Regions from separate parts of the Mus musculus genome. Here all the other regions are linked to region 1. Evidence: chromatin contacts called from public Hi-C, HiChIP or PLAC-seq and promoter capture Hi-C data. All regions are on one chromosome and are shown on one strand. The core of a region is the stretch at or near the end of the contact, and the rest is flanking DNA. Distances in the headings are between cores, read along the strand shown. Region 1 holds the start of Tbx3os1 (T-box 3, opposite strand 1). Region 2 has its middle 44 kb from the start of 4930413E15Rik. Region 3 holds the start of Iqcd (IQ motif containing D). Region 4 has its middle 21 kb from the start of Gm30895. Region 5 has its middle 74 kb from the start of Gm42015. Region 6 overlaps Gm42015 (a long non-coding RNA gene). Region 7 has its middle 48 kb from the start of Gm30895.

Evidence for each region. Promoter capture Hi-C pulls out the DNA fragments that hold promoters and counts their contacts. A called contact is a pair of places that touch in the nucleus more often than the background predicts. HiChIP or PLAC-seq counts read pairs in DNA pulled down with a chosen protein or histone mark.
Region 2: a Hi-C map of uterus shows a contact between it and region 1, with 2.6 times the contacts expected there. The contact joins the enhancer-like site here to the promoter of Tbx3os1 in region 1. A contact is called at or near these places in 11 of 39 promoter capture datasets (3T3-L1-derived adipocytes, the C10 cell line, the HPC-7 cell line and 9 more), 1 of 484 Hi-C or Micro-C datasets (uterus), 11 of 115 datasets of contacts at active chromatin or transcription factors (craniofacial prominence, embryonic basal ganglia, embryonic forebrain and 8 more) and 2 of 9 other capture datasets (liver and macrophages).
Region 3: a contact with region 1 is called in a promoter capture Hi-C map of liver, with 2.1 times the contacts expected there. The contact joins the promoter of Iqcd here to the promoter of Tbx3os1 in region 1. A contact is called at or near these places in 3 of 39 promoter capture datasets (the 3T3-L1 cell line, cranial neural crest and liver).
Region 4: an H3K27ac HiChIP or PLAC-seq map of the NIH/3T3 cell line shows a contact between it and region 1, with 7 times the contacts expected there. The contact joins the enhancer-like site here to the promoter of Tbx3os1 in region 1. A contact is called at or near these places in 11 of 39 promoter capture datasets (the 3T3-L1 cell line, the C10 cell line, the HPC-7 cell line and 7 more), 1 of 15 datasets of contacts at CTCF or cohesin (the NIH/3T3 cell line), 4 of 484 Hi-C or Micro-C datasets (the G1E-ER4 cell line, the NIH/3T3 cell line, liver and 1 more), 14 of 115 datasets of contacts at active chromatin or transcription factors (the NIH/3T3 cell line, astrocytes, bone marrow-derived macrophages and 11 more) and 3 of 9 other capture datasets (adipose tissue, embryonic stem cells and macrophages).
Region 5: an H3K4me3 HiChIP or PLAC-seq map of embryonic basal ganglia shows a contact between it and region 1, with 11 times the contacts expected there. The contact joins the enhancer-like site here to the promoter of Tbx3os1 in region 1. A contact is called at or near these places in 17 of 39 promoter capture datasets (the 3T3-L1 cell line, 3T3-L1-derived adipocytes, the C10 cell line and 12 more), 1 of 15 datasets of contacts at CTCF or cohesin (embryonic stem cells), 28 of 484 Hi-C or Micro-C datasets (the AML12 cell line, B-cell progenitors, CD4 T cells and 20 more), 17 of 115 datasets of contacts at active chromatin or transcription factors (craniofacial prominence, embryonic basal ganglia, embryonic fibroblasts and 12 more) and 3 of 9 other capture datasets (adipose tissue, liver and pancreatic islet).
Region 6: a contact with region 1 is called in an H3K4me3 HiChIP or PLAC-seq map of embryonic limb bud, with 4 times the contacts expected there. The contact joins the enhancer-like site here to the promoter of Tbx3os1 in region 1. A contact is called at or near these places in 11 of 39 promoter capture datasets (3T3-L1-derived adipocytes, the C10 cell line, cranial neural crest and 7 more), 1 of 15 datasets of contacts at CTCF or cohesin (the NIH/3T3 cell line), 8 of 484 Hi-C or Micro-C datasets (bone marrow-derived macrophages, embryonic stem cells, granulosa cells and 3 more), 17 of 115 datasets of contacts at active chromatin or transcription factors (craniofacial prominence, embryonic basal ganglia, embryonic forebrain and 10 more) and 5 of 9 other capture datasets (adipose tissue, embryonic stem cells, embryonic trunk and 2 more).
Region 7: a contact with region 1 is called in an H3K4me3 HiChIP or PLAC-seq map of craniofacial prominence, with 8 times the contacts expected there. The contact joins the enhancer-like site here to the promoter of Tbx3os1 in region 1. A contact is called at or near these places in 14 of 39 promoter capture datasets (the 3T3-L1 cell line, the C10 cell line, the HPC-7 cell line and 10 more), 5 of 484 Hi-C or Micro-C datasets (cerebral cortex, embryonic retina, large pre-B cells and 1 more), 17 of 115 datasets of contacts at active chromatin or transcription factors (the NIH/3T3 cell line, cardiomyocytes, craniofacial prominence and 11 more) and 3 of 9 other capture datasets (adipose tissue, embryonic tail and embryonic trunk).

Annotation. Positions count from the first base shown.
Region 1 is chr5:119,669,446-119,673,065 of GRCm38.p6, forward strand. Tbx3os1 (T-box 3, opposite strand 1) reads right to left here and starts at 2,063. Exons shown (of 4, transcript NR_166476.1): 1 at 1,806-2,063. It overlaps Tbx3 (T-box 3), which reads left to right and starts at 1,788. Exons shown (of 8, transcript NM_011535.3): 1 at 1,788-2,959. The coding sequence starts at 2,571.
Region 2 is chr5:118,906,579-118,909,956 of GRCm38.p6, forward strand. No RefSeq gene overlaps it. Among named protein-coding and RNA genes, the nearest start is that of 4930413E15Rik, 44 kb to the right of the region's middle. Within about 2 kb of position 1,538, at least 4 of the 459 cell types and tissues checked have an H3K27ac peak or open chromatin away from gene starts, as enhancers often do. A contact at or near this core is called in uterus, where this site is marked.
Region 3 is chr5:120,587,369-120,590,748 of GRCm38.p6, forward strand. It overlaps Iqcd (IQ motif containing D), which reads left to right and starts at 1,655. Exons shown (of 5, transcript NM_029408.2): 1 at 1,655-1,726. It overlaps Tpcn1 (two pore channel 1), which reads right to left and starts at 1,245. Exons shown (of 28, transcript NM_145853.2): 1 at 1,135-1,245.
Region 4 is chr5:119,030,864-119,034,445 of GRCm38.p6, forward strand. No RefSeq gene overlaps it. Among named protein-coding and RNA genes, the nearest start is that of Gm30895, 21 kb to the right of the region's middle. Within about 2 kb of position 1,303, at least 15 of the 459 cell types and tissues checked have an H3K27ac peak or open chromatin away from gene starts, as enhancers often do. A contact at or near this core is called in the NIH/3T3 cell line, where this site is marked.
Region 5 is chr5:118,767,556-118,771,121 of GRCm38.p6, forward strand. No RefSeq gene overlaps it. Among named protein-coding and RNA genes, the nearest start is that of Gm42015, 74 kb to the right of the region's middle. Within about 2 kb of position 1,771, at least 16 of the 459 cell types and tissues checked have an H3K27ac peak or open chromatin away from gene starts, as enhancers often do. A contact at or near this core is called in embryonic basal ganglia, embryonic limb bud and neural stem cells, where this site is marked.
Region 6 is chr5:118,828,103-118,831,279 of GRCm38.p6, forward strand. Gm42015 (a long non-coding RNA gene) reads right to left here. Exons shown (of 5, transcript XR_878725.1): 4 at 2,663-2,782. Among named protein-coding and RNA genes, the nearest start is that of Gm42015, 14 kb to the right of the region's middle. Within about 2 kb of position 1,324, at least 7 of the 459 cell types and tissues checked have an H3K27ac peak or open chromatin away from gene starts, as enhancers often do. A contact at or near this core is called in embryonic limb bud, where this site is marked.
Region 7 is chr5:119,004,085-119,007,668 of GRCm38.p6, forward strand. No RefSeq gene overlaps it. Among named protein-coding and RNA genes, the nearest start is that of Gm30895, 48 kb to the right of the region's middle. Within about 2 kb of position 2,082, at least 21 of the 459 cell types and tissues checked have an H3K27ac peak or open chromatin away from gene starts, as enhancers often do. A contact at or near this core is called in embryonic retina, where this site is marked.

The DNA.
Region 1 (3,620 bases), core at 813-3,312:
GAAACATTGAAAGCTTAATCTCTAGGCCCGGAAACCCAGCCTCCTTTCTGTTCCCTTTCCAAGCAAAGGTCTTGTCCCAGGAAAACTAAAAATTCTGCTAAGTTGCCCTCCATTTAAACTGGAATGTCCCAGTTCGCCTTTACCCACAAACAAGGACTGCAGGTTTGCGAGGGGAGTCCTACAGGGTCACCCAACCAAAGTCTGATCGATCAGTTGGCCTTCCTCCCCACCCTAGGATGAGCGGAGACCTTAGTCTCCCGACATCTGGGGTAAATGGGGGTGGGAGACGTTTCACGGTTTGTTTTACAAATTCGCCCCCGACGTCTGCCACGATAAGTCCCCAGGATAGAGCAGGAGCGGAGGCACCCAGAGATAAGTGTGATGCCTGAGGAAGATACGAGGCTGGTGCACCTCCCCCCGAGCAGCTCTCCAAGCCCAGAGCGGCAGCTCCCTACCGAGCTGGCCCGGAGGTGAGGGCAAAGGCTCTCAGGAGACAGGCCCGCAGTTCCAGGCGCTCACTTGTTTCAGCTGCTTCGTTCTCTCTACACCCACACCCCCATCCGGGTGGAACACTGGTGTCGTCATCCGAATGGAAGAGGAGCTGGGCTCAAAAGGGTCAGTAAATACATTTTTTAAAAAAAAAAGGAGCGAGCCGAGCGTAGACTGGGCCAGGCGCGCAGGCCTTGAATGCATTTGCGTGGTTTATTTTTCCGCGTGGGGGCTCGGTCTCAGTATGTCGGCGCGCGTTCGGGCCCAGAATCCCAAGGGGCATTTGGGTCTCTGCACGTGGCTGCGGGTGGGGAGCAGGCAGCGGGCAGAAAGATTGGTGGGATCCCCTGCGCTAGTGGCTCGGGAATCCGAAGCACCCGGGCGCAGGAGCTAGAGGATCTGACTCAGAGGTGGCTGGGCGGTTCCATGTGGGGCTCCCTTCAGAGCTACGCGAGCCTGGAGCTTTTGTTAAGGCTTATTGGCCGAAAGAGAGGTTCGGCGGCCAGCTCGGCTAGCCCGGGGCCCGGGAAAGGGAAGAAGCTGCAGATCCGCACAAGAGAAGCGGCCGCGGGCTTGAACTGTAGCGCTCGGAGCGCGCGAGAGGCGAGCGCCCCTGCCCGGCGCCTCGGAAGCCGGGCAAGCTGCCTGGCTCCCGCCCTCGCTCCCTCCCCCTTCCTCCCTGGCCCAGCCTCCTCCCCGGATCCCCCGGCTTGGATGGCTGAGGCCTTTCAGACGTAGGCTGAGCTGAGGAGCCGCGGCGAGCTCTCAGGCTGCTGCGAACTCTCTTCTGGATCAGCCACCTAGAGGCGACTTTGGTGAGCGCGCGGCGCCCTGGTGGCTCCCCGCCCTCCCCTCTGATCATGTTGACATAAACGCAGGACAGGCCGTAGTACCGCGCGGCGCAGCGACGTTCCAGTTTCCGACACCTTCTTTTTATAACTCGGCTCTATTCCCCCAGCACTCGACCTGTGAAAACCACGCCTATGCAGCCACACAATTGGTCCGAAAGCGTCAAAGAGCCAATCAACAAGCCTCGGGCTCCCGCAGCCCACAGCGCTGCCGGACCGTCCAGAGCCGCCGAGCAGACGCCCGGGGAATTCTAGAGGCGGAGGAGGGTGGCGAGGTGCTCGCTCGCTCTCTTTCTCTCTTTCTCTCCCTCCCTCTACTTGCCTACTCCAGCTCCCAATCACTCCGTTCTCTTCCTTCTTTCCTATTTTTTTTTTTTTGCACCCGTCTTCTTGATCCTCCCTCGCCCTGCGTGCCCGGACGCTGATTTTTTTTTAATTTATTATTTTTAGGAAAGCGATTTCGCTCACGTTTTTTTAGCACAAGGAAGACAGCCGGCTCCCCGAGGCAGAAGATCGCAGGCACCATTCGCTCGCCACCCAGACTCTGCGCGCAGCCCGGAGCCAGAGAGGAGGATCGCGAACCGAAGCCAGCTTCGCAGTTCTAGTTTTGAAAGCGCCGCTGGAAAGGGGCTTAAATCGCTTTTTTTTTTTTTTTTTTTTTAAAGGAGAGACTTTTCCTCCCCCCCTTGATCTCGCTGCCTGTGAAAGCCAGAGTCTAGCTCAACTAAGACGCCTCCTGCGAGAAAGCCAGAGAAGAGCTAGGGGGCGGGGGAAGGAGTCGAAAAAAAGGTTAAAAAAAAAAGTCTCCGAGAACCTTGCGCTTTGGCAACAAAGAGCGTGGGAGCCGGGGAGCCACCCCGGGAAAGGGCTGCAGTGTCTATTTCCAGCTAAGCCACAGGGCTTGGGCGCCAGTCGAGCCCCTGCTTGCTGCTTGCCCTACTGAAACCGACTTCCAGGAGCGGCTTTTCCAACACACTCCACGCACCAGGACAGCCCCTGCAGCGGCTATGTCTCCAGATCTGCTGCCGCTTTGTCCTCTTTAAAAGCGGCGTTCTCTTCCCCCCAAAGACACTTTCCCCCTCCCTTTCAAACGCTTTATTTGTAATTTGCCCTCTTTTTTATTTTAAACAAAACTATGCGTCGCTGTTGAATTTTTTAATTATTATTTTTGAAAAGCAACAACAAAAGCGGAGCCAAGCCAGCAGCTGCGGACTGGTTCCCTGTCTGGAGTGGATGAGCCTCTCCATGAGAGATCCGGTTATCCCTGGGACAAGCATGGCCTATCATCCCTTCCTACCTCACCGGGCGCCGGACTTCGCCATGAGCGCGGTACTGGGCCACCAGCCGCCTTTCTTCCCCGCGCTAACGCTGCCTCCCAACGGCGCCGCGGCGCTCTCGCTCCCCGGAGCTCTGGCCAAGCCCATCATGGATCAGTTAGTGGGGGCTGCTGAGACCGGCATCCCTTTCTCATCCCTGGGACCCCAGGCACATCTGAGGCCTCTGAAGACCATGGAACCCGAAGAAGACGTAGAAGATGACCCTAAGGTGCACCTGGAGGCCAAGGAACTTTGGGACCAGTTTCACAAGCGGGGTACAGAGATGGTCATCACGAAGTCAGGAAGGTAAGTAAGTAATCAGTGGGGGACCCCTCCCCCCAAACCATCTGAAAAATTTCACATCTCTTTTGTCTGACTCTTAAAACAGTAGATTCTGGCTGACTGTTGACGTTTGAAACGAAAACTTCCTGTCCCCCCAAATATGCGGAGACTCCAGGGCCCTGCCTTAAGGGTCAGGAAGTTTCAGCCTACCCGGGCCCTCAGTATGGTTCCTAGGGACTCGTATCCGGGGTTCCTTACAAAATACAGGGTGTTTTCCATTGAAGGAGACCGCGCACTCGGCTTCTGCAGCATTCGAGAAAATCACCTTGTTGCAGGAAGCCCGTTTGTGAAGCCATTCTGAAATATTCTTTACGTTTAGTTCTTTCTGTTGGATTTTATTTCCCAGGACAGACCTTAAAGCCCCTCTTAGACAGCAGTGGGAGACCCGGGAGGATTCCGCAGGCCCTTTCTACTCTTCAGCCTTGTCCCTGGGGCTGAAGGGGACCTAAGCCTGATGGTGTGAGACAGAGAAATCAGTGGAAGAGGGGAGGACCTTCGGGTTTCTTTCCCGTTGCCATCTCCGGAGTCTGCAAGCCCAGGGAAACCGTAGCAGGCAATTTTTACAATTAAGGTTATGTGTGTAGACCCAAGGAACCCATGAGACTATGCACCTTGTATTTGAATA
Region 2 (3,378 bases), core at 288-2,787, 760 kb before region 1:
TAATGGTAGTGAAGGCAGCAACCGTGGTGATGGTTGTGGTAGAGGTGACGGTGGTGGTGACAGTTGTGGTGCTGGTGGTGGTAGTGGTGACAGCCATTCTTTCATGGGGATATCGTATCCAGTGATCAATGTAACCAAATTCCCGAGAGCCTGGCAGAATCATACATCTTCACCAAACTTCCACGTGGCTGAAGGAGAGTCTGCTTCTGTCTGGGTGACTTTTTCTAAGGCAAAGGGGTCACTTGAGACACGTGCTTTTCAGAGACCACAGGGAGGAAAGAGCAAAGACTCCAGACACCTGGCCATTTCCATCCTCCCAGGAGACATTCCTCCAGTTAACCTTTGCCGCCTGGTCCAATTGTCTTCCAGCCTCCATTTCCCTATTGGCCAAACAGTGCTGGGCTTTGTAGTAATTATAATAAACTAATAAAGAACACACTTGGATTGCACAGCACAGTCTGGGCACACACTGTGCACCAGGCCATGACATCTGCCACAGAAAAGTGCAACTCCCAAAGGGCCCCATTGCACGAAAGGGGGCAGAGAAGACAAAGGGAACTTATAACAATAGTTAGTGTCCTGGGCCCTCAACGATGCTAAGTGCTCTGCCAGCCATTGTATCACTTAACCTCAAGGTCAAAAAGTGGAGGTTGGACTGTGTGCAGGTTGGTTTTTGCCAACTTGACACAAAGTAAAGTCACCTGGGAAAGAGGAACCTCAGCTGACATTGCCTTCATCAGAATGGCCTGCGGGGCATTTTCTTGATTGATGATTGGTGTGTGAAGGTGCATTTGCCGATCTAGTCATTGCAGTGGTGCCGCCAAAACACCAGTGAAGTGGGGGCTTCATATGACTGGTGGTCTGGTGAGGCATTCTGAGGGATTCATCAACCAACTCTGCCTGAGTCCTCTGCATTAGCTCTTTTCCTGCATTCATCCAAATCTCCCACTTTCTCTCCATACTGGGGATGGAATCCAAGACCTCACACAAGCAGCTAGGCAAGTGTTCTACTTCTGAGTCACACCTGCAATCTCCAGTTCCTAGCCATGTGCTTGTGTGTATGTGTGTGTGTGTGAGTGTGTGTGTGTGTGTATGTGTGTGTGAGTGTGTGTGTGTATGTGTGTGTATGAGTGTGTGAGTGAGTGTGTGTTGTGTGTGTGTTATGTGTGTGTGTGAGTGTGTGTGTATGTGTGTGTGTGAGTGTGTGTGTGTATGTGTGTGTGTGTGTATGTGTGTGTATGAGTGTGTGAGTGTGTGTTGTGTGTGTGTGTGAGTGTGTGTGTGTGAGTGTGTGTGTTTGGGGTGTTCTGGGCCAAGTTAAGGTGACTTGGCAAGGATATTTACAGAGGAGCCATCTCCCCCACCCTGAGAGGAACACCCTGTTTACACTTTTAGGGCAGCAGGGACCAACGGATTAGCCATTTAAGAAAGAAAATCAAAATAAAGTTTATGTTTGCTCTCCAAGGAACAGCAAAGAGAGCATACACGGCAGCTTCTCCCACTGTCTGTGGCCAGGACCAAACACACTCTGTGCTTGGCTTCCCTGGGCTGCTGTATCTGGCAGCTTGTAATTCAGAGACGAAACTCGTGTGGAGATTTAGGATCCTCACACGCTCCCTCACTCCCTCGGTAGAATCTCAGAGTGTATTCTGAGTGGGACCTCTTGGCAGCTTAGCTAGGAGACTGAAGGCTTAGGGGGCTGAGGAAGGAAGGGTCTTCCCCTCCTCCTCTCCTTCCCCCCTTTTTGACCTGTATCATTGTGTGTATGCCGAACCTGCGACAGGTCTCAGGGAAGTGGGCTGGCAGGATAATTATCTGCCTGGTAATTACAACCAGCCATGGAGGAAGGCTAAGTATGCCAAGCGGTGGTCCTGCCAGCTGGAAGACGCCCTCAAGCGAGGGATTTGTGGCTGGCTGTGCAACTCGGCAGGGCTTACGTGTTTTTGGCTGTGTACTTGAGAAAGCACAGCTTTACCTTCTCTATTTTTACTTATTTATTTATTTATTTATTTTTCTTTTTCTTTCTCCTTTCTTTCTTTAATTTCCACTCCAGAAGGGGGTGGGTGACTTGGTTGTGAAACTCAGTTGGATTCTGAATCTGGACCTTTTCAGATCTGTGGGGCAGCGGGGAGCCGCACAGGGCATGTTCTTCATTTTCTGGGCGGAGGGCGCTACGTGGCTAATGGTTCTTATTTATTTATTTATTTATTTATTTATTTATTTAATGTATATGAGCACACTGTAGCTGTCTGCAGACAGCACCAGAAGAGGGCATCCAATCTCATTACAGATGGTTGTGAGCCACCATGGGGTTGCTGGGATTTGAACTCAGGACCTCCAGAAGAGCAGTCAGTGCTCTTAACCACTGAGCCATCTCTCCAGCCCCGGCCAATGGTTCTCGAATGAAATAAAGGCACCTGAAAATTGGTTTGATATCAAGGTGCACTTATAGACACCTTGGGCGTGCTAGAACTGCTCTGTGGAGACTTGGCTTGTATGAGCAGTAGGGTCTTCTTACTGTTCCATTCAGGCAGTCAGTCGTGGCACAGTATTTCAGGTGCTAGGTAGGGGGACTGGGTAGATGTTGCTGTACATGTAATTAAAAAAAATTTTGTCTTTAATTTGACCTGGCCAGCTCCCCAATAATCGTGGCCTACTAGACTTATTTAATCATCTTTAGCACAATTACTGGGCGAATTACCCCTAATCTAGTCTTCTAATGAAGGCCTGGGTACTTCCTAGCTGTGTTCCTCAAATACTTGGTGTTTGAGTCCCACCTGGGTTATTCTGCTCCAGCAGTCTGTCTGTCCTCAGGGGGCATTTCACTCTGACATGTGTGGTCCATTGCATCTAAAGGAGACCTCCTGTCCTCTCCACCTTATTTCTCCTTCCTCTTCCCCTCTCCTCCTCTTCATGGTCCCTAGCTGTAGCCCCCAGCCAGGTAACTAAAGCCTATCTCTAGTCTCCTCCGTCATTGGTGATAGGCACTTTCATTTAACCGGTACCTTTAAATCAGAGATCAAGGTTTACACCACAAAGGCCAGTGTGCATCAGAATTTGCTCATGTGGAAGCAACCAGATCTTGGGGCTCAGAATTCAGTATTTGTATACACAGCACTAGAGCATCCTTCTTCCTTCAACAGGTGGAGGGATGAGTGTCAGAAAGGTGGATGGAGACTTTTGGAGGCTTTTTTTTCCAGCTGATTTCAGTGGTTAAGAGAAGAGTTCAGATGTGGGCCATAGCTGGTGGGTGTTCTTGACATTTTGGCTAGAGCTCCTGGCTTATCTCTCTTGCTTTATTTTGTCCTTGTCTATGAAGGTCTTAGGCTCCACTCGAAATCCTCCTTCACTGGGCTTAGGTCCCTGAAGGGAAACAGA
Region 3 (3,380 bases), core at 405-2,904, 920 kb after region 1:
TGAGGAGGAGGCTCTAACAGTGTGTTCTCGCTATTCACTTGGAAGGCAAGAAGCTCTCCCAACGCATGACAACAGGTTTCTAATGTTCGTCACTAGCATCCTAGGGAGATCCTCCCAGTGGGTTTTACATTTTAACAGCGGGATGCATGACTCCATTCTAACATGCCTGGTCTCACCTCAATGGCTCTCGCCTGGAGTGACTTTGTCCCCACTGTCTAGAAATATTTCCAGCATCACAACTTGGGATTGATTGCGAGGGAGTCCAGAGAGGCTACTGAACATCTACAGTACACAGCTGTAGACCCCACCCACAGGAAACAACCTCCTGGCTCCGACTCAACGGCTCTGCCCTCAGTTGGTTAGCGCCCACTTGATACATGAGGCAGCTTAGCGTGGCCTCTCCCAAGTAAAGAGCCACAAGTAGTCATGGAACGCAGGGGACACTGCCCACTTCAGCGCAGCCCCACCAACTATTCCTAGAAACTGCACTCCACTTAGGCGAAATCCACCAACCGCTTTCTTGTTTTTTGTCTTTGGTGGTAGGGATATCCCTATGGAGCTTTGAAGCTTTGAAGTTGCCATTCTCCTGCCTTTGCCTCCTGAAGAGCCTATGACTTTTCAAAGAGAAAGAAACGGGGCCCAGAGAGGGTAAGTAAACTGTCCAAGGTCACACAGCAGACTCGGAGCTCCTAAGGTCCAGCCCTTTGGCAGACCTTGGTTCTCTCTCTAGCGGAGACCCAGCGAGTCACCCCTGGGGTAAGGTCACCCCTGGAAGAAGGTCCCGGAATCAGATAGCTAGCTGCCATCCTGCGATCTGTCCCCTGAGGCAGACTGACCCAGGCAGGAGTCCCCGGCCAGGTCACAAGAGGACACAGCAGGGAGGTGAGCAGGGAGGAAGGGTCGCTCGGGGGCTCTAGCTCCCCACGATCCCCATCGCGATCCGGGTCGCCCCAGGAAGTCAGGCCAAAGAAAAGGGGTGCAGAGAGAAGGGGATCCGCAAGGAGAGAGCATGCCGGCCACCTCCCAGGGCCCCGCCTCGGGCTTCTGGAGCACTCAGCCCCAGCCCCTTCTCTGCACCTTCTGACCCCTGACCCTTGCCCTCGGGCCAAGATCGCGCACCCCTCGGATCCTTACACGCGCCGTCCCGGGATCCCGCACTGTGCACTGGGTCTGCACAGCGTAGCTCAGCCCGCAGTTGCCGCCGCCAATATCCCCAGCGCGGAGCCTCAGCAGCCGCCACCGCCGCCTCACCGCTGCCACAGCGGCAGCTGCGCCAGCCTTCGCATCCGCCGACTCCTGTCACTCAGCCCCGAAAGCCCCGCCCACGGCCCTAGGCCACAGCCTACTGGCCATCAGAGGGGTCGCAATGAAATTTGACAGGGTAGACTACACGTCACTCAGCGTTCTCACAGCCCTCCTCCCAAAGGGAGGGCGGGGCGAGGAAGCAACACCCCTTTCCTCCCCACCCCACCCCCACCCCCGCCTCACTCGCGCAACCAACAGGAATCCTGCGTCTTTCCATTGGCGAAACGTCAGAGAGGCGGGGATTTTGATTGGCCATCTTTCAGGAGGCGGAGCCAACGCAACCCGATTCGAAGTTAAATGGTGAAAAAGAATGTCAGTCAAACTCAAAGTCCCGCCTTCTAAGAGTGGCTCGTAACCTAGCAACATAAGGGCCGCCGAGTTGCTTAACTGTGGGCCAAGAAACTTGCATCTTGAGGAGCTGGTGAGTGACAGCGGGGAAGCCCCAGGCTGCAGGCTGTGTGCACCTAGTAGGCACGCCGTCCAGTGATTTCTCCCCTCCAGGCGTCCGCGCCCCACTTGCCATCCCGTCCAGCTCCAGGTCCTCACTCCCTTGCCCAACCTCCATCCTGTCCTCCTCTAGGCCTCCTGCAAGCACCATCAAGTATCCTCTTCTGATAGTCTTGCTTCCTGTCTGGTCCACCTGCCATTTCATAGTCCCTCTCCTCATCTCTTACTGATACCATTTGTGAAGTTCACATCGAGTGAACTTAGTTCAAGTAATTGGATGGGTTGGTTTGTTTTGGTGCCCACTGTCCGCACTATGTTCAGAGGTCAGCTTGCTGGGTGCGTGACCCCCTTCAGTGTATGCTTAAAATAAGGATTTGTTGTTTGTTTTGATTTTGGAACAAGGTCTCACTATGTAGTCTCGAACTCACTCTGTAGACCAGGCTAGCCTCAGACTCACAGAGATCCACCAGTCTTTGCCTTTGAGTACTGGGATTAAAAGCATGTGCCACCACCCTTGGTCTAATTAGGTTTTTTCCCCTTTAATTGTTAAAGTTTTATTATCATTATTAATATTATTATCACTATGTCTGCGTTGGTGGGGTATGTGAATGTGAATACAGACAAAGGGTTTTGGATCCTCTGGAGCTAAAATTAATTACGGGTGGGCAGTTGTGAGCCACCTGTCATAGGTGCAGGGGACTAAACTCTAGTCCTTTCAAAAAGCCGTACACGCTCTTTTAAAATAACGTAAAGCTTTATTTATTTTTACTTTATATGTATCTGTGGGTGCCTACGTGTATGTGAGTGCACAAGGTATGTTCACAACGTGTGTGTGCTGTGACTGCCAGGCTAATTGCAGTGATCCCCGCCACGACTTATTCTACCCTAACTCCCTCTGTCTAAGCATTTCCTAGGACATTCTCTTGGCTCATACAACGAATAATTCACATATTTAACATGGGCTTATTGAGTGCTTAGTGTGTGTCTTAGTTAGGTTTTGACTGCTCGCTTTACACCTTGACCAAGGCAACTCTTGTAAGGACAACATTTATTTGGGGCTGGCTCACAGGTTCAGAGGTTCAGTCCATTATCATCAAGGTGGGAGCATGGCAGCATCCAGGCAGGCATGGTGCAGGACGAACTGAGAATTCTACATCTTCATCTGAAGGCTGCTAGCGGAAGACTGACTTCCAGGCAGCTAGGATGAAGGTCTTTTGTTTGTTTGTTCTTGTTTTTCGAGACAGGGTTTCTCTGTATAACCCTGGCTGTCCTGGAACTCGCTTTATAGGCCAGGCTGGCCTCGAACTCAGAAATCCGCCAGCCTCTGCCTCCAGAGTGCTAGGATCAAAGGTGTGCGCCACCACGCCCAGTTTAGGATGAAGGTCTTAAAGCCCACACCCACAGTGACGCACCTACAACAAGGCCACACCCACTCCAACAGGGCCACACCCACTCCAGCAAGGCCACACCTACTCCAACAGGGCGTTCTAAAAGTGCCACTCCCTGGGCCGGGCATATATAAACCATAACAGTATGGTTAGTGACGGCAGTCTGAGTTGCATGAAATCCTGTCTGAAATGGGAGGGCTGGAATGATAGCTTAGACATTTAGACATTACACTGTTTTTG
Region 4 (3,582 bases), core at 53-2,552, 640 kb before region 1:
TGACTGGTCCCAGCCACAGCACTCTTCAGCAAGGTTGTGAAAACAAGGCCTCGGAGCTGGTGGTTTGAGATCTCCTAGAGGCAGATCCTTGCTTAATATATTATCTCTGCTCCTCTTCAAGTGAAGACACTCCTGTCACCTCGATGATGCTCTACCCAAGCTCATGGGAGGCCAAGCAGCCACAGAGAAAGCCCTCTGAAAATGAGAGCCCAAACTAACCCCTTCCTGCCTTAAGATTCTCCTGGGCAGAGCAACAAAGAGCTCACTGATGGGACAGCAGCCACCAGAAACCTGTATAGACCATCAGAGATTGACTGAAACCATGGAAGAGCAGAGCATCAGCCACGGGAGCCTCTGCTCCATGCTGTTCCGGCTACTGGAAGATTCAGGGTCCCAGGCATCCCCCAGATTTGCTGACCACTGTCTCCTGCCCGAAGCTTGGACTCATTCTCCAATCACCCACCTCCCCAGGTGTTAGGAAAGCTGGCTCAGAATCACAGGATGAACTCTTAAGCCTCTCTGCATTGACCAGCGAATCTTGTAATAGGAGGACGCTCCCTGCTGTCATGTCCTTAGAGGCAAAGGCAAGATTGCACACTTGCTATACCCAGGAGTAGCTTGGGCCCCCCATCATTAGACTTGGAGAGGATCAGGGAGTAAGCATCCTCTGTGTCTGTGTCTGTCTGTCTCTCTTTTTCTTATGACTCTCTGACAGAAGGGCAACCTATTTATGTTTTAGAAGCGTCCCCTATGCCTTGTACGTCCTGTCTGTTGGCAGTGAAGGCCTGGAAGTGGAGAAGAGGGAGTCAAAGTTGACTTTGGCCCCCGGGCTATTTAGACAACAAACTCAGAAGAGTAGCTTCCCATGCCCCAGAACCCAGCCCAGGTGGCTCTGCAGCCCTGCCTTGCTCTCTGGCACCAAAGCCACAGTTTCACAACGCTATTTTGCTTTCTCTCTGTCTAGCCCTTTTTCTTTGTTGACATCCCTTCCTTTGAAGGAACTGCTAGGACACAGTATTTCTGGTTTTCTGTCTGGGATGCTCTAGAAGTGAGCAACCCAGTTGCGCCAAAACTTTCATGTGAGCATGTAGCACAAAGAGGAGAGTAGTGCTGACCTGAAGATCTACTGTGAGCCAAAGTCTTCTTTCCACCATCTTCTTCCTCCAGCCCTCACGGTAGCCTTGTATCACTTGCACGGCCATGGCTACGATTTGGTACTTACCTTCTCTGCCTGGAGGGCTGCTAAAGGGCAGAGTTGGGATATGTGGGCCCTTTGCTGTGTGGGCAGCTTCAGCCTGGCAGCCTCAGGGAGAAGCCAGATGAATACAGGATGACTCCTAAGCTGGGCTGAAAATCACCTCCCCTTGAGCCCCACCCTTGGCCAGGGTCCATGCTCAAACCCCTAACTCCCCAGTGTCTGAAAATCGGATTACTCAGACCACAAACTGACTCATCGTTCTGGCTGTTGATGGATCCCACCCCCCACCACCAGAGGAGGGCAGAACAATGGGAATATTTGGGGGGGGGTACCCTGGGTGTTGGATCTCATACCACAACGTCACTTGGTTTTGACACAATATCTTCTTGTCATGAATTGGGAAACAGGTTTGCTATGGATTGGACAGAAAGGAACTTGTGAATGCGGGTTTGCCAGGGGCTTGCCGAATCAGGGCGTTGGAGACTTGGTAACCACAGTGTGTGCCTTTGAGCATCTCAAAGTTCAAAGGTTACCCCTGTTCTGTCAGAAAGATGTTTCTGCCTCCTCTGTGACACTCTCAAGATCCCAGGGATGCCCCTGGGGTGTCTCCCACCCCATAGAGCTGGGTTGTATAGTGTTCTCTCAGAAGAGAATTTAAGAACCTCTTTCTTGCAAGCAGGTTGGAAGGAGGTGGTACCGGTCCTAAATGTGAAGGTTTCCCTCTTGAAAGCTCTGCAAAAGTCATCAGTAGGCACCGTGGAGACACGTTGGTGGAAAGGCTAAGAATATGGGCTCTGGAGCCAGCTAGATGGCTCAGCAGGTAAAGGTGCTGTGGCTAAGCTCAACCACTTACGTGGATCCCTCCAACCCACACAGCTGAAGAAGAGAACTGACTCTCACAGTTGACCTTTGACCTCCACACACATGCCACGGTATGGAGTTTACCTCAACCCCCCCCACACACACACACACATACACACACAAATAAATGTGGGGGAAAAAAAACCCTAAAATTAAAGTGATTTGGGAACTAAGACAGAACTTTAAAAAAAAATTATTTATTTTATGTATATGAGCATACTGTAATGGTCTTCAGACACACCGGAAGAGGGCATGGGATCCCATGACAGATGGTTGTGAACCGCCATGTGGTTGCTGGGAATTGAACTCAGGACCTCTGGAAGAGCAGTCAGTGCTCTTAACTCCTGACCCATCTCTCCAGTCCACCCCCACCCCTGACAGAGCTTGTTTTAGAGCTATTTTTTTCTACAAGTGTGTATGTGTGTGCATATGCATGCAGGCATGTGCACGCATGTGTGTGTGTGTGTGTGTGTGTGTGTGTGTGTGTGTGTGTGTGTGTGTGCATGTGTGTGTATCTGTGGCGGGGGGGGGGCACCCTAGGAGGCCAGAAGACAGCATCTAATCCCCTGGAGCTGTAGATATGGGTGGTTGTGAACCGCCCAATGAGGATGCTGGGAACTGAACCCAGGTCCTCTGGAAAACCAGCAGCCGCTCTCTTCTCTCCAGCTGTCTCTTCAGCCAGTGGCTGGTGCATCTGACAGACAAACTGGAGTCCATAGCTTAGGCACCTTAAAACTGTGCAGTGATAGAGGTGGGTAGTGCCCACAACCATGCACACACAGCCCCAGAGTCTGTCTGCTGTCAAGGGTTCTATTGTACCTTTCCCTTAGGAAAGTCCCCTCCCTCTCCTGAACCACAGTCTTGAGGAGTCAAATGAAGAAGGTAAGGTGACATTTGGCTCCTAAGACCAATGTGAAGATTAAACACAGAAAACGCTCACGGCGCCTAGTGCCCAAGTTCCTAGTGACACCAGGGGAAGAGAAATCCAAGGAAGTGGAAAGAGATGGAGAGTGGAGATGTAAGATGCCCCCAGGTGTCTCTATGCCTTGAACCCTTTGTCCATCCTGCCTTAGGACTGGAGAGCTGAACACTGTTTCTAGGAGTCCCTCGGTCATGGACCTGACAAAACACCAGTTTCTACCTAGTTGGTATTCGACAAGAAAGTGGGACCCAGACTCCCTTCTGGTATAAAGCAATCACAATTCCTGCTTTCTGTTCTCCATCTCAGACCTTGTGGGCAAAGCTACCCAGTTCTACCAGCTCTGCCTTGCCCTGCTCTTTGGAAATCTCTAAACGAGTACTAATTAATTGTCCTCTTACCCATCCCTGAGAGCCAACACCCGAGGATGTTAGACCTTCTTAGACCACAGAAGAAAACATCTGTCTGCCTATCTTGGCTTTTCTCTCTTGGCTTGGGTTTACATTTCCAGATCCCTCTTCCTCTGTTCTTCACATTTCTCTCCATTTCCTGTCCAACAGACAATGTTGGATAAAACCTGCTTGAACCTGCCGAGTCCAGTGCT
Region 5 (3,566 bases), core at 521-3,020, 900 kb before region 1:
GGGCCCTCTCAGATGATTGGCTACCACCCTGCCTTTATGCCCTCCTCGTCCTACCATTGATGGGGCTTGTTTGAATCTAGCTGTTCCAGGAAGCCAGATGACACTCGGGAACATTGGCACACCAGACTAAGACTAGAAACATACGGGCCTGCTCTAGCCACCTAGGGAAAGGCATGCTAACTACTCAACATGTAAAATAGTCTCCTCACTCCAAGTCAGTTCACCCAGGGCTCTTGTGCCTTGATTGTATTAATATCCTGTCTGGCCCTCTCAGGTACAAGGCCTGACTGTGGAGGTGGTATCCACATGGTTGAGACAGGCACACTGCATCTGGCCTGCTACTTCTTGCATCCCTGCCAAGTTAAGAAAATCCCATCTCATCAAGTACAGAGACCGGGCCCTTCTCTCCTGCAGCATCAACCTGTGACCGTCCGGTCATTTATGACAGAGGAGAGGCTGCTCTTTCTTTGAACCTGGACCAAGCTGAGCTAAGACTAAGTACCCCCAGATATTTGAGCATTGGCAACAACATAGACCTTATAGCACCTCAAAACATAGCAGCGGATTACCAGAGAATCTACCAGCTCCTGGCACTTCTGGAGGAGGGTGGTTGGGGAAAAGGAGAGGAATTTAATTTGTTCGTTTGTGTGTTTTCTGTTTGTCAGTTTGACTTAGACTTTATGGGTGTGTGTGTGGATTTGTCCAGTGTCTTTTTTCCTAGCAGTTCACTGTCTGGTACTCTTTGCTTTCTCCATGCTGAGATTTCCCTACAATCGTCTCGGCTTCTGCTTTCTTTGCTCCCCAGCTTTCTCCCTAAGAGGTTTGTCTCTCGGGTCTTAGATCTTGGGATCGTAATTGCATGTTGAATTTATTGCTGCACTTGATATACAGGCATGTGTAGCCCTGGGCTTCAGGGAAGGGGTGGGGATGGGGGGTGGGGAAGAACGGGACTCTTCAGACTAAATTCAGTTACTCAGAGCTTTCCAGGAGGCCCTTCATGCGACCTGAGGTGTTAAAAGTAAGAGGTGAAGATTAGACCCCTTGTTTAAGTTGATCTTGCTAGTCAGGTTACTCTCCCGACTCTTTTCATACCCCTTGTTAAGGAAAGTTGTCTTTGGGTATAAACCATAAAGCGTGCCCTACCAGAGAGCATCCACTCACCGTCTTGTTTTTTGTTCGTTTGTTTTACAAGCATTCTCTCATAGGCTTGTTGTGACCTAATTCGGGGACAGTTGTCAGAAGAGATACGATGTGTGTCCCGTACAACTTTACAGTTTCTAGAAGCCACCTTTAAGAAGTCAAGAGAAATAGGTGAAAATTCATTCAATTGAACAACGTATTTTATTTTACCCAACAGAGCCAGATTCTTCTCTTTCAACGTAAAGTCAGTGTTAAAGCTCAGAAACATCTGACTAAGACTCTTCCTCCTGCGGTCCGCCTTCAGAGGGCTCTGTCCTCTCAGGGATCTTAGGTTTGGCTGCTGATTTGGGTCAGTTGAGGCTTGGGGTGGGACACGACACTAATGTTATATCGCTTGGTTTCTTTTGTTTTGTTGTTGTTGTTTTTTTTTTTTAATTTAAATTGTAACTAAATAGTCCTCTGTTGTAGGTCCATTTCAAAAGATTCAGTACCCACTCTGGGCCAGCATGGCCTGGTGCAGGGCCATACACATCTAGCTGTCTCAGGCAGCTGATGGTAGGAGGGCATCTCCCACTGTGCCTGCGTCTCTGCTGCCTTCTCTTTGCGCTTGCTTATTGGTGCGTGCAGGTTTAATGATGTGTCTGTTCGTTATAACTGCACAAGGGCCCTTTGTTCTGCAGAATGGCCCTCCCAGCCTTGACTTAGAAAACCCAGCAGTCTGCTGTGACAGCTCTCTACGTGGCCTCTGGATTCTGTGTTGTACGGTATATGCTGCATTGTGTAGGTCACTGTATTTTATTTTTAATTTTTTTGATTAATTCATTTATTTTATGCATAAAATAAGTACACTGTCACTGTCCTCAGACACACCAGAAGACATCGGATCCCACGACAGATGTGCCACCGTGTGGTTGCTGGGAATTGAACTCAGGACGTCTGGAAGAGCAGAGAGCAGCCAGTGCTCTTAACCGCTGAGCCATCTCTCCAGTCCTGGATTTTGTTTTTCTCATGCTTCCGTTGAACAGGATCATTTTGGCCATGCTCATTTGGTCTTGTCCAGCAGTTTCTATTGCTGTGAGTGCCTGCCAGCTTCCCTTCCTCTGACAGAAACCAGGTTCCTCTGCTTCTCTGAGCTCTGTTCCCCAACCCTGGAATTTAATGGGTGGGAACTCAAACACTCCTGTGCCTAAAGATGAGGCAGTGAGGGCTGGGCTCTGCCATTACCCTTTTTCTTTGGACATAGACTGGGTTGCAAGCCACCCCCAACAAAGTCAGAAATGAGGTGTCACATGGAGACTTCATTCTGTGAGCAGGCATCTCTTCTCACCCAGGACCTATAAATAGAAATGTTCCTCAAGCTCCGATTCTGACTCCACCTTCAAGGTGAGGAATCACTGTGGGCAGCAGGCAGCAGTGGCCCTACCCACTCACCTCTGTCATGGGACCCACTTCCCACGGAAACTTCTCACCTATCGATCATCCTTCACTGCTCGCCCTTGGCAAAGTCACTGTCCTTGATCTCCTGGTCACAGAGAAACACCCCCCCCCACCCCCAATGACATTCAGACAGTGAGTGAGGCCCAGGGAATTGGTAGTAAATGCTTGTTCCACTCCCTCCTCTCCCCACAGGTGACTCACACCTTGAGAAACTTCTGCTGGAGCTCATCAGGTGGGTGGGCAATACAGGGACCCTGCCACAGGCAATCTCTGTAGCCGTGTGAACGGGGGGGGGGTGTATTCACACTGGGGCTGCAGGAATGCATCCTCCACTGGACCCCCAGGTCTGTAGCTGCATTCTCTAGTAACACTTCCCATCAGAAACCTCAGCCAGGGGCTGGAGAGATGGCTCAGTGGTTAAGAGCACTGACTGCTCTTCCGAAGGTCCTGAGTTCAATTCCCAGCAACCACATGGTGGCTCACAACCATCTGTAATGAGATCTGACGGCCTCTTCTGGTGTGTCTGAAGTCAGCTACACTGTACTTATAATAAATGAATAAATCTTAAACAAAAACAAAAACAAAAAACCCCCAAAGCCCAGCCCCAGTGCTGTACTTGTTGAAACAAGGCTGAACCTTTCCATAGCCTCTCCAGACAGTGCTCCCAACTGTGAGGGACCTTTCTCATTAATAAAAAAAAAGAAAGAAAGAAACCTCAGCCAGAGTCCTGCAGCCAGCCCAGCCCACCTTCCCTTCAAACCTTGTCCTCACTATGGAAGTCTGTTACCCGGAGCTTAGCCCATGTTATCTTCCTCATCCTCATATCCTGCTGCCCACTGATGCTACATCCTGAAGATCATCAGGGCCCTGACCAGGCACTGGGATGTCACAGGAACGGCCATACACTACCCCAAGCCTGATGTGGCTTCTGACCCGTGAGGTTAGGAGGAGATCATGTAGCCCCAGTCTGGCCCTAGCAGTATCCTAAC
Region 6 (3,177 bases), core at 74-2,573, 840 kb before region 1:
GTTAGGGCAGGGCTTTGGCCTTGTGGCTTTGTCCATGTCTGCCTTTCACACTCTCCATTTCTTCCTGACTGGCATGAAGACAAAGCCTTTACCTGTTATTTGTTTATTGATTGATTGATATAGGATCTTGCTATGTAGCCCTGACTAGCCTAGAACTCACTATAGAGACTACACTGGTTTCAAACTCACAGAGATCTGCCTGCCTCCCTGGTTCTGGGATTAAAGATGTTTAATCACCATGCCCAGCTACATTTTTTTTTAATAGAAAACATTTCTATGTTTCTTTTTTTTTTAAAAAAATGAAAAAAAAAAGGTTGACTGCTCCTGAGGGGAGACACCCGAGAGACTGTAGTCTGGCTTCTGCACACATATATGCCCACACATGCACATACAAACAGGTGTATCTCTGCACATACACACACACACACACACACACACACACACATACATATATACACACACAGCAAAAATATAAGCAGCTAGAAGACTCTAATTGTCTCAAAGTGTAGGCAGCCAGAAGCCCCTTATATAAAGCCTCTAAGTGTTTGCACAGACCTACACACAGAAAGGGGCAGGGTCGGTGTCTTCTTTCCACGTGGCTAACAGGAGAGCCACCCTTTGCTTCTCCAGGAGTGGCCCGTGGTGGCCACCACGACTAGGCAGACTTTTGGCTTGTGTTCGTGTCTTCCTAGTCAACGTCTGTGGTCACAGGAAGATGTAAAACCACTGGATTTAGGGGCCACTCTAAACCCAGCGACATGCCCTGGTGTCTTCATGACCTTTTTAATGACATCATCTTCAAATAAGGTAATGTCTCCAGGTACCAGGGCCTGGGACTCAAACATTCCCTTTGGGGAGGCACGCTTCAACTCTCAGCTGTGCCTGATGCGGGGATTGGTGTGGTTATCTGGTTATTTGACAGACGTTGGGAGGGCTGTGGAAATGGGATGGAGGGGCAGACAACCTGGGAGCCTGGTGTAAGCTGGGAAGAGAAACTGACTTTGCTGAGGTTCAAGTCCCCAACTCTCATGTGGGTTGCACACACTCATGCTTGTCTTCCTTGTCCATTGTGGCTCTGGAGGGATGTAGGACTGTTACCATGGACTGGACCCTGGGACCCATCCTTGCTCCCCCTCCGCCCTTTTCTCCGCCCCCTAGGCCACAGTGCCGTGAGGTCCAGGTCTCCTTTTATGAGTTGTGACCGCTGTGGTTAATTCTCTTAATCTAGACTTGCTTGTCCATAAAACACAGGCCTTGGGTATTGGGTTTCTGTGATCAAAGGGCAGCGTGTGGGGGCGCTGCCCAGGAGGGCTCAGCCAGGCTCATAAACACAGTCCGGGACACACACACATACACACAACAGCTCCAATATGGGGGTCATTGGTGGCCGGGTGATTCCGCGTGAAATATCACTGAGCCTTCCATGCTGCCTGGGGGGTTTACGGCCTGGTATTGCTCTGCCCCGCTTAATGTGTTGACCTTTGCACTCCAGTAATTCAGGGGACGGAGCCAGTGGGGCCAGAAGCTAATTCCAGGGATTAATGCAGAAGGAGCCTCAGCGTTGGGAAGTGTCAGGGGCCTTTAAGCTCTGGCCAGATGGCCCAGGCTGTCTCCATCAAGAGGGCTGAGGGTGGGTGGGTCTTTCTAGCAGGGTATGTGTGTAGAACTATCTAAAATACCCATGGCTAACTGTTTTCCATCTAATTCAGGTCAATGTGTGCCTAATTAGAGCTGTCTCTCTGGATCCACAGAACCTCACACAGATTCATGAGCCTCCAAATCTGCTATAGAAAATGGCAAGGCGTAGTACACGTATTGCTTTGAATAATCTCAAGGTGGCTTTTATCCTCCTCCTCCTCCTCCTCATAATCGTCATCATCATCATTGTTATCATCATCACTGTGAGAACTATCAGGCAAAAACAGTTTAATCACATTTATTTGCCTACTTACAAATTTATCCTCTCCCCTGCTCCCTTTCCCTATGTGAGTGGGGATGTAGGGGTATGGGGATGTCGGGGTGTGGTGAGGGAGAAAGCAATGGGCTAGGCGTGGAGGTCAGAGGACAAGGTACAGGAATCCATTTTCTCCCTAGACTTTACAGCTTATGAGGATCGAACTCAGGTCAGCAGTCTTGGCAGCAAGCACCGGCTAAGCCGTCTTGCCAGCCCTCTGAACAGTTGAAAAGGAGGAGGGAATTATGTTGACTTTTGATCACAGAAGTTCATTTTTTTTTCTTTTGGTTTGGTTCGTTGTTGGGATTGGTTCCCCAATGAGCAGAGTTTGAAGGGACAGGGCACGGGGAGAAGGGGCAGAGGTGGGGGGGGGGAGGGCAAGATGCATCTTTGTAGGCCACATTTCCCCCTCCCGACTCAGCTCTCGAACTCAGCACCATATCCCTAGTTTTTACCAGATCAGAGTTGCCTTGAGTTTACAACTCCCTCAGAGATCCATTGGTCACATCAGAACCCTCGGAGTCCAATCACTGAAGAGCCCACCCCAACGTGGGCGGGGACTCACAGACGTCAAGCCCTTGAGCTCCCTGCACAAGCTGGAGACCTAAGGACAGTCTCCTCTCCCTGACATTAAACAAGCAAGCAAGCAAGCAAGCAAGCAAGCAAACAAACAAAAGCAGTGGAAACCTCAAAACTGCTTCTAGTAACCTGAGGAGAGGCTTTGGGGATTGGAGGACGTTTCCTGTCTCTCTGGTCCCGAGTCTTGTTGACCCACAACGGCGCTCAGTCTGTGCCTCGTGACCCCTTTGAGGGTCGCAGATCAGATACCTGCAGATCAGATATTTTTACATTACAAGTCATAGCACTAGCAAAATTACAGTTACAAAGTAGCAATATATGTATATATATATATATATATATATATATATATATATATACACACACATACATATACAATACATATACATATACATATACATATACATATACATATACATATACATATACATCATATACATATATAGTTTGGGTCACTACGACATGAGGAACTGTATTAAAGGGTCACAGCGTTAGGAAGGTTGAGAACTACTGATCTAGAAGACTAAGGGTTTTTTGTTTTTTTGTTTTGTTGTTGTTTGTTTGTCTTTGTTGCTGTTTTGTTTTTCCAATTTGGAGAAAATAGCTATACAATGTCAACTCTGTCCAGTAAATCCTAACCCCAG
Region 7 (3,584 bases), core at 832-3,331, 670 kb before region 1:
AGTTTCCACGTGCACCTGAATCTTGGAGAGACAGGGATGTCATGGCTCATGTGACCAAGTCCCAGGAAACTCCCTGGTAAGGTCTGAGATGCCCGTGTCCTGAGAAAATCTACTCGTGCTGGGGACACAGGCTTCACAGATTTCATGAAGCCTACTTCTAGCATCGAGAATACACATCATAAAAATATCCTAGAACAAAGCAAGGGAGCTGAACAGAGTGATCACAGCACCTGTGTGGTCTAGACACTGCTTACCAGCTGTCTCTTCATATCACCCTCACAACCCCACTATGGGTTCACTTTGGCATTACTCTGTTGTAGAGCTGAGAAAGCCCAGGTACCCAGTGGTCAAGTGTCAGCAAAATGATTCAAATCGGGCATTGGCTGTCTAACTCCAAAGTGCACTCAGCCACTTGAATCTCTACCCCTTCTTCTGGAAGATGGTGTCTGGACATCTCTGCATACTTTAAGCAACAGGCACACACCCAGAAATGTTGGCTCACCAGTCAGGTGGGAACGTTTGGGGCCTCTAATGGGCATGACTAGAGCTCTATGAAAAAGCACCCGTAGGCTAGGTGTGGGGGGTGGGTGCATGCTTGTAAGACCATCAATCTGCGAGTCTGAGGCAGGAAGATTTTATGTTTGAGGATAGCCTGGGCTACATAGGAGGCCTGAGGGGACTTACCTGTCATTTATCATGTTCAGATTGCTTCCAACCTTGGGGTCACAGCCTCTATCCTGAGAAGCCAAATGTGGTCACCCTTCCTTAACCCCCCCCCCACCCCAACCCCCCCCACACACACACACCCCGGTTAAAACAGCGAAAGAGTAAAAACCATAAAAGGGAAATTTATTCCTTGAGCCACAGTGGGAAGAAAGGCAGAGAGAGGAAGCGACCTGAGGTGAGATTAGCATTTACATAGAGGGAGAGGTAGTGATAGGCATGTCTGTGCCATCCTGTTCAGAGTCTGGTCTATCTACTCTGACTTATTACTGTCTCAGCTCTAGGGTTCCCAGCAAGAGGGTCTGAGAACCTGTCCCTACTGTGTGAAATCCTCACCCTGCCACACTTCACCCCTCACCCCACCCACAGCCCCATCACCCCAACTGACACCAGACTTCAGAATTTTCCTTCTCAGGTGTGAAAATTCCAGTTTCTTGAGGTCCATTGTTTCGGTAGTGTGATGGACTGAGGGACAGGAGCACATCTTTTAAAACATCTTCATCCCTCTCTGGTCCCTTACAGGCTCACACTGTTCTCTCCACACAGAAATCCATCTCTGGATGGACAGAGGGATTCTGGCAACCTCACAGGCCCAACTTAGCTCCCTAAGGGTTGCCACAGTCTCCTCTGGCATGTCTTTGTTTTGTTTGAGACAGAGTCTTAGGTAGCCCAGGCTAGTCCCAAACTTGCCGTGCAGCTCAGAACCACCTTGGACTGCAGGTGTTCCTTCGTGGACCGCCACATCTAGTTCTATCCAGACCTAGGGATCCAACTCCACCATCCCCAAATCCACCCCGGCTTTAGTTTACCCGGCATCTGTAAAAAAATCCTTTCTTTCTTGTATTATTTCCAGAAATAATAAATAAAATACAACAATAAAATCATAGTAGGGGTTACCCTCTGCAACAACGGGGCCAGAAAATGTGCAAAGAGGACCGGAAACTCAGAAGCATCAAGGATTTCCCTCTCCCACCTCTTCTCAGACCCCCCCCCTTCGCCCCCCAGGAGACTGGAGGGACTTGGCAAGCCATCTCGTCGCCAATCAACCTGTGGTGTAACAATTAGCACTTAGACACCACTCACGCTAAACACACGCTTAGAAAACACTTTAAAGTGTGTGTTGGGGGGGGGGTCATCAAAGCTGGAGCCAGGCGGCCCTGGCAGGGAGAGGAAAGCAGGGAGCGGAGCCAGGAGGAGGCAGGGAGGGGAAACAGATCAATGCTTGCGGAATGGAAGCGTCTAATACCCTGTTATTGACGAGGCCGCAGCACTTTGAGGCGTGTTTGCACCGTGGGCAATTAGTCTGGGAGCCGCAGGAGTTAAGCTAACACGGGCGCCCCCCCATCTTGCTCTGGGATGGGACTTGCGCGGGGTGGGAGCCCCCGCAGCAGTGGCGCCAGCCTGCAGCCCTAATGGGGCCCATCCGCGGAAGGCAGAAGGCTCCAGCCTCCCTGAAGGCCCCCCTGCCCCCCGCCGGGCTGGCCCCCCAGCCCCAGTAACAGAATCCAGTCCACACAGAGTCTGTCTGCGAGCGCGCAGGCTGCGCAAATTGATTGTAATGGGCTTCTCCGCCGCCTGTTTTCTCGCCTCTGCTGTCGCCTTCCATAAACCGGGACGGGAAGAAGCCAGTCCCCTTTGCTGCAGTGCCTCGGATGAAAAGAGACTTTTGTGGGTGGGCAAGTGACTGACGGGAGGGCAGCCGCCTGTCTCCAGCTCTGGTGGCCTTGCCTCTCATCTCCAGTGAGCAGAGAGACATCCAGATGCACCCCACCCAAGTTCAGGGGGATTGGCCAGCTCGATTGAGGCTGCTGTCCCCTGACCCCAGTTTAGGGGTCACCTCTAATGCTGCAGTGTTTGAGGGTGAAGTTTCCAGAAAGTTAGAGAGAGAGAGAGAGAGAGAGAGAGAGAGAGAGAGAGAGAGAGAGAGAGAATATGTTACTCTTGGAGCTGGAATTCCAGGTTGTTCTGAGCCCAACCTGTGTGTTGGGAACTGAACCCAGGTCTTCTTGGAGGGCAGGAAACCTCTGCTCTGCGGGACTTCCCTTGACTCTGTCTAGATCCCCGAAGCCCCAACATCCCTTTTATTTCCTTCTCTATCTTCCCACAATGCCAACCCACCCCCCTTGCATGCGTCTCTCACAAGGCACCATCTCCACACTACATTGAAAACTCAATAGGCAGATCTTCCTTCCTTCCATGTCGCCAGGATCTGGTACCAATCAGTACCTAAGTACTGTGCCTTAGTACTTCTCATAAATACTGTGCCTTAGTACTTCTCAGTTGTAGGAATGATGACCAAGATCCACAGCTGCCTTTTGGTGCTAATAAAGTTTTACTGGCACATGGTGACACCCTTCGACAGTGTTGCTTGCATGCTACAACAGCACCCTTAAATATGTAGCTAGGACAGAGAAAGTATGTGTCTTGCAGTAGTTGGCTAACCTCTAACCAAGTGGATTAATTAGCTCCCTGTTTTGCTTTTTGCACCTAGCAAACATATAACCTGTGCAGTCTCTATATTCAATAGAGGGTCTGGATAAATGACTCTGACTTCTCACTTCTCTGGGTGCATAAGCCCAGGGATGATGCCTCGAATTTGCTAGCCCTCAAATGCACCACAATGGAGATGGAATCTTAAATGTCTTATTTGAGAAGTGCCAGACAGTAGGTCTGCAAAAATCAAAACAACAGACAGTGTTGTGCTGGTCTTTGCATCCCAAAGCCAGCAACCAAGCCAGTGACTATATGGCAGTTTTTAATATGGAGGCTCTCCAGCTGAAATGGGAGGACTCTTTTTAAGACAGACATTTCCAATCCTTTGCAAACACGCCCTCCCTAGAGTTTGAAGCTACACTAGGCAG